Linked DNA regions of Anas platyrhynchos: region 2 is linked to region 1. A link is a contact called in public Hi-C data. All regions are on one chromosome and are shown on one strand. The core of a region is the stretch at or near the end of the contact, and the rest is flanking DNA. Distances in the headings are between cores, read along the strand shown. Region 1 holds the start of FHIP1A (FHF complex subunit HOOK interacting protein 1A). Region 2 overlaps SH3D19 (SH3 domain containing 19).

Evidence for each region. A called contact is a pair of places that touch in the nucleus more often than the background predicts.
Region 2: a Hi-C map of subcutaneous adipose tissue shows a contact between it and region 1, with 2.0 times the contacts expected there. The contact joins the enhancer-like site here to the promoter of FHIP1A in region 1. A contact is called at or near these places in 2 of 8 Hi-C or Micro-C datasets (skeletal muscle and subcutaneous adipose tissue).

Annotation. Positions count from the first base shown.
Region 1 is chr4:35,903,129-35,906,566 of IASCAAS_PekinDuck_T2T, forward strand. It overlaps FHIP1A (FHF complex subunit HOOK interacting protein 1A), which reads right to left and starts at 1,537. Exons shown (of 14, transcript XM_013094940.5): 1 at 1,392-1,537. It overlaps LOC106015444 (a long non-coding RNA gene), which reads left to right and starts at 620. Exons shown (of 4, transcript XR_005265232.2): 1 at 620-792; 2 at 1,422-1,521.
Region 2 is chr4:35,970,551-35,973,988 of IASCAAS_PekinDuck_T2T, forward strand. The region is part of intron 2 of SH3D19 (SH3 domain containing 19); the gene reads left to right. Among named protein-coding and RNA genes, the nearest start is that of SH3D19, 41 kb to the left of the region's middle. Within about 2 kb of position 1,906, at least 2 of the 8 cell types and tissues checked have an H3K27ac peak or open chromatin away from gene starts, as enhancers often do. A contact at or near this core is called in subcutaneous adipose tissue, where this site is marked.

The DNA of each region.
Region 1 (3,438 bases), core at 287-2,786:
CTCCCTCTTCAATCTGAAAACGAAACAAGATAAAAACATCACGCTTCGCTGCCAAGGAAATAAGGCCCTGAATTCTTCTGAGGGCTCCGAGGAGGGGTGCAAGCCCTGCGGTATGGATGAAAAATGCCACTGCGGACTCTGGAGCAGCGTCAGAGTTTCACGCTGATCACTGGAAAATATCAGGACAGCAAATGCAGAGGCAGATTCTGCAGTATTTTTCAGCTTAAAAAGTATGACAATGTATAAAAATAACACTCATTTGGAGGTATTTATCTTCTTATCTGCCTCTGGGATGATCAGAAGACCAATCACAGGCGCTGGGCAGGAGAAGGAGGAAATCAGAGCGAAATATTACCTCTGAACACCGCCAAGCCTGCCTCAGCATTTCTCAGTTTTCAGAGTTCACAGGTCCTGATGTGGCAGAGCCCCAGCAGCACAGCTCGGCCCCGCTCACAGCCCCCTGGCCGTCCCCGCACCGTCCCCACAGGGCCCCGGGACCGCCTCACGCCGCCCTGCCCGCCCAGCGCTGCCCTGAGGGCAGGCGGCAGGCACTTCATCGAGGCAAACTCAGCCCCTCGCTTTGCTGTGGCGCCCCAGAACACCCAAAGGAGCCTTTGTAAGTTTTCCTAAGTGACTGACGCGAGGAATTTCCTGAGAGAAAAAAAAAAAAAAAAAAAAAAACAGGTCGGTATTACCGGAGCGCTGACGGAGAAGTGCGAACCCCAACCGGCAACCTACGGACAGGGTCAGAGAGCCAACAAGCCAAGTGAGAAACACGCTGCTATCACACCTGTGAGGGGAAAAAAAAAAAAAAAAAACCCTCCCGGGGCAGCCAGGAGCCCTCCCCGGGCTCCCACCTCGCCGCTCGCCCCGTCCCGGCCGGCTTCCCGTCAGGGCACTTGGCAGCCAGGTCGCGCCCAGCCTCCCCTCCCCTCCCTGCGCCCAGCCCGCGGAGGGGGATTATGCCGGGCCGGCCTGATTTCCCGTGACCTACATAGCGCAACCGGCCCCCCTCAGCCCCTACCTGGCTCGGCGGCTCCCCCTCCACACGGCGGCAGGGCCGGGCCGGGCCGGTGTCAGAGCGGGGCCGTGCGGCTGAGTCAGGGCGGCGGGGCGGGGAGGAGCCGCCACCTGCCCGGCTCCGCCAGGCCCGGCCGCGCTGCCCCCTGCCGGCCGCCCGCTCCTGCCTCCGCCCGGGGGAGGGCGCCTGTAGGCGGCCCGGGGATCTGGGGATGGCTCGGGGCATTGGGGAAGGGTCCTTCAGCCTCGGGACGGCAGTAAAATACTAATAACAACGCACAGCACATGGCTCTGGGGCTCTACGGCTGTGCCCCCGGAGGGAAGGTGGCCCCGGTTATGCGCGTCACTAGATGGCAGTGTTATACACGCACCTCTGGTGTTTTTTTCTTCTTTTCCCTTAGCTGGTGCTGCAGCACACGACTGCCTGCCTGCCTGCACAAGTGCTGGTGCTCCTCGGGGTGCGTTTCTGCCAGCAGCTGCCTCCCAAGGGCTCTTTCCTCGGTGAGTCACCTCAGGCCTGCAGGGCCTGTGCCCCTGTGAGGAGTTGGAGGGGGAACTGAAGCCTGAAGTCACAAAAACTGAAAAAGCCCTCACAGATCATCAGGTTCAACCATCCCCTACCAATGTCACCCACTAACCATGTCCCCAAGCACCAAGTCCAACCTTTCCTTAAACACCCCCAGGGACAGTGACTCTACCACCTCCCTGGGCAACCCATGCCAATGCCTGACTACTCCTGCTTAAATTTCTCCTAATTTCTAACCTAAACTTCCCCTGGCACAACTTGAGGCCATTGCCTCTCGTCCTATTGCTAGTTATCTGTGAGAAGAGGCTGACCCACAGATCAAAGAAGGCACCCAGCTTCGTGCCATTGACTTCTCCTTCATGAAACAGCAGCAAACCAGAAATACCAACAGCCTTGTTAAATCCAGCCCAGGACAATTAAGAATTAGAAATTAACGGTAGTTTCCCAATGATGTTAGCTATAGCTTGTATTTCTCTATCCTTTAACTGTGGTAGACTGCTGTTGGTGAATAGTTAAGCATGGTTTGCTGTCTTCCTTTTTTTTTTTTTTTTTAAGGCTTCAAATGAATTAATTAGACTGTCAGTGTACTGATTGTGATTTTGCTAATGACTCCAAATAGGAAAAGACATTGGCCTATTAGAGTAACTGCTCATTTACATAAAGATATAATATAATTTACCAAGTGTAATGGTATTCTCTGTGAGCTCAGGAAGTGTTCTCTCCAAATGCACTATGTAATTAAAGAATAATTTACTAAGGTTGCTAACTACGTAGGTCCTCACAAACTAACTCACACCTAGGTATGCTGGAGTTAAGATTTCCCAACCCAGGACAAAGCCAACATCCAAAAATCCAGTCAGAAATTAAACTAACTTGAGTCAGGTTCCTCCACTTAGAATAACTGGAAGAATTTAAATATCTTGACATGTTGAAACTAAATCTAAGTTTTTGGAGCGAGGTGGGGGAGGAAGCAGCCATTCCAGAGATTATAGTTCTTCCCTCTTCTCCTGTTGTTTATTATTTTCAGAACTGCAAGATGAATTGTTAGTTCAACATTATTCTTTAATTGTACATGCTGTGGTAGAAGTGCTCAGCAGAGGTACCAAAACATCCTCATAGTCTGAATCCAGAATGAATGTTGCCCACCTCTCTGGTAGTTTACTTCTCTGTTGGAGACATGTATTTCTATGTTAGATACAATATTCTTTACCATTTGTTCAGGAAACAGCTTCTGCGTGCTGCCATAGCGCTTGGATTCACAGGTAGGTGGCATTCAGCATCTGCCTACAACAGCAGAGCATAAGCCAGCTTGGGAATTTGGTAAAAGTGTCTAGAGGACTCTAGCAGAAATTGAGAGGATACTTCTGTTTAAATTGCTCAGTCTCAGCAGCGTGGGAGTTGCCAGCCAGCGCACAGATGCCTTCATCATAAGTAGATCATTAAGGAGTAAGCCTCTGCAACAGGATCTGTTACAGATGCTGATAAAATCCATTTCATTTCTTTCTATTGCTGCTGTAAGCATTTCAAAAACACTCCATAATTATTTTTCATGGGGTAGTTAGGTGGAAGCCAAGATAGCTGTCCCTTTATATCCCTATCTCTTAATCATTAGATAGGCTGTTCTATCACACAGTTAGATGGAAGAGATGGAAATGTAAAGATGGCTTATCACAAACTCCTGCTAATCCTCCTAGTGGCCCTTTTTGTTTCGAAGGCATTCTTAGCATCTAAGAAATACTTCACCAAGATAAAACAGTAAGAGGCATAATACCTGACTGACAGGAGAGTTACAAGAACTAAAGGTAATGCAAGTTTTTAGCAAACAGCATATGCCTGTCTTGAATGTTGTGTCATCAGGACAAGTGTACAGCGTCTAGTAAAGTTTAAGCAAT
Region 2 (3,438 bases), core at 656-3,155, 68 kb after region 1:
CGATCTATTAGTAAGGGACTCATTAGTATGGATTAGGTTGGAGGTAGTCAAAGGGGATCATGAAAGCTTTATTCAGAGCAAGTCTACATGATGCTGTAGTTAAAATGCAGCACTTCATCTGTGCTATTGCTGCCACAAATAGGATACTGGAAAACAGAGAGCACCAGATCACAGAGGGCCTTTGTCATGGAGTCAGGAATTGATTCAGACTGTCTAAGCTCCAGACCCTCGTCCAACTGATAAACTGTGTAAAAGATCATTAAGCAATTGATAGATGTATGGTTCTGAAACTACAGTAGCAAGAGATACCTTCTTTTGAGGCTTAGATAAAAAAAAAAAAAAAGTTCAAAAATTCTAGTAAAGAAGCCCTGACACATATGCAATATAATTATACTTAATAATATTAATATGTGAATAACCATGATAAAATATGAATAGTATGTGAATTCTACAGATGATAAGCTAGAAAAAAATCTCCATGCCCATATTATGGCGTTCTATATGAAACTATGGCTATATATGTGTGTGTGTGTGTGTGTATATATGCCAGTAGCCATACCTGAAGATGGATCTAAGTTAAAAATGGACCCTGAATAATTCCTAACTCTGCTTGCCATTAATCTGGAAAAAGTATGGTATTCTCTGGAGCAACATTTTTCCCAACAGTGCTAGAAAATTTTTTTCTTAATCAGAGCTTTGGTGTGCTGTTCGCATCTAATTTTCAAGAAACACAACAGGTATCTGCAGGGTTTCAACTTTCCAACCTATGGACAATGCTTAAACTTACTTTATACTGCTAGGTCTCTTCCTGTCTTGTGGCCAAAGAGGAAGAGGGCTTATTTTCCTTTTGGCCACCCTGACTGCAACTCTATATAAGAAGATGGTGTCGTTTTTCTTCCGTTGTTTAATAGCTCAGTAGAATCCAGAAAAGTGAGCCCAAGATGCTTGAAGAAAGCAAGCACATGAAAATGAGATGTTCTCAGGAGTCATTTTTCATCTGAACTCTTCAGGAGTTACCCCTGGGTTTTTAATGATGATCTCAGCTGAGAACACACCTCTAAAGCCAGCTCACAATGAAATCAGGGGAATGATTTTCATGGACACCCGAGACAGCCACATGCCAAAGAAAACAAAAAGGAGCAAGCTAAGTGTTGCAGTAGTGATACAAAGGGGAATGGGGCTTTTGCTCGCTTCTCCACTCTTCCAGAAGAGGGGGGCTGCAGAGGCAAGTCTGCTGCCATAAAATATTGGAAGAACCTGTAAACTTGTTCCATCCTCATTCTGTCCTAAGCAAATATGTGGCTGAATGAAGGATGTGTAACAGCTTGTACGCGCTTTGAGGCTGTGGCTTGTCATTTGGCAGGTTTGCAGCCGCTTTTGGCTGTGCGTTTTGTTTGTTTTCATTTTTGTTTTGTTTTGCTTGGGGGCTTCCTAGGTTCTGTTGGCTCCCATTTTTTCCTAACCAGATCAATTCCATGACCTCATTCTCTCCCCATCTGCACAAACATTTGGGCTGGCATAATGCAGGGACTGGTGCAGAGGCAGGAACATACAGCCCGAGGAAAGGTGTGGGAAGGAGTGAAGTATCTTCATAAATCGCTGCTGTCAAATTTGAGTGAAACTGCAGGCTTTCCCGAAGGATGTACTTAACACAGATTTTATTCAGCAACAATGCCAGCCTCTCTGGTGCCCAGCAGTTTGGTCAGCTGTGGGAAGGTATTTGATCTCACTGTGGGTGGGGAGAGGAATCCCCATCATGTTCCACCCCACCTCCGCCCCAGATAATTTTTGACCAGTTCCCTCACTGAAGTTGTCCAAAGAAGAACTGGAGCGAGGAAGGAGAGGCAGAGAACAGACCTCTGCTAGGGGGGCACGCTCCTTCCCCTGTGCTGCCAGTGGTCTGAGCCCAAGGGCAGGGGCAGGGAGATAAAATGGACAAAAACCGTACAGAAAGTGCTTAGTTTTACATGTATTTACCATTCTGAACTCACTCACTGTGGGGTCGTATAAGTGCTAATGTTGGTTCAAGAGAGGGAACAAAAGTCTCTCTTTTGAAGAGGAATTGGGCAGCATCTCTTTTAGCTACATTCAAGCATTAAATCAGCGTAGCTCTAAGGTCAGGCAGCCTGACATTTCTCTGAGGAGCCTGGAAACAGAACTAGAAGAAAAGGAGCAAGACCTCCCCCTTGTGCCAAGAAATATGTTCAGGAGAAAAGCCTCAAGCCTGTTATTTCAGGGATGTGTGAAAATTTCCCAGTAGTTTGAAACTCTGCTTCTACATAACTAGTGTTATCAGATCTTGGATGAAATTAGACTATCACAGAATCACAGAATTTTCTAGGTTGGAAGAGACCTCAAGATCATCGAGTCCAACCTCTAACCTAACACTATGCTGGTTTAGGCTTGAGGATTACCTCATCATTTTAGCACCACCTGAAGAGTGCATCTCTGCATGCATGCAGCACCCTCACTATTGCAAAGGCCCTAAGCGTGGCCTCTTGCATAGAAGCAGTCTGTCAGCTCTGCTGGTGTATTACTTAGCAGGTAGGGGAAGGAGTGTTTGCTCACAGTTGTGGCTCTCTCTGAGACCGTAAGGAATAACTTTTATCCCCGGGCAGCTATTCAGGGAGAAGAGTAACTTCTCAGTCTAATGGTCTGCTTACTTCATAGTATTAGTGGTAGAAATTTCTAGCCTAGTGTTGGAAAAGCATTGAGGGAAGCTGTAGTTTTAAATATTAGCACATTTGCTTGTTGGAGAAAGTAATATTATTACTTTAAAACCCATTGATAACAGTTAATATGAAGGAAAATTGAAAGGATCGTAAAATCATTAAGGTTGGAAAAGACCTCAAAGATATCAGGTCCCAGCGCGCCCCAGCCACCACTATTACCCACCAAACCATGTTTACTGACAGCTACGGGAAGGGACAATAAATAAAAATCATCAGAAAAATTTGAAGCTTCATTTCACGCAAGGTTTGGGCTATTTGAGGCTATGGTTCCAATCTGTAATGGGAAATGGAACTTGCTTTTAAAGCAGTGTGCGGTGACAAAGCTGTTCAGTATTTCATACAGATTTGCTAATGGAAATATACAGATATTATTATGCAGTGTTTCTTTTGTGGAAGCACTCAGTGCGCACAGCAGGAGGCTATCTCTGAGCAGATCCTTGAATGAACTTCATAGTTTCCTCTATATTGCCTAAAAAAGTTGCCTGAAAGACTGTGAATTCTAACCCAGCTCTTTTCAAAAGACTCAAAAGTGCACGCCAGACTTCAGTTGCCACCAGCTCATCTGTATCATTGCGATTTACGAGTTTGTGGTGTAAGGGCTGTTAGAAAGTGTGCTTATACGGGCATCTTGATCTCAGAGCTTAAAGTGCTTCCAGCCCCATAATCGGCGTGTGTTTCAAACAGAAATGAAATGCCAAGTTTGCTT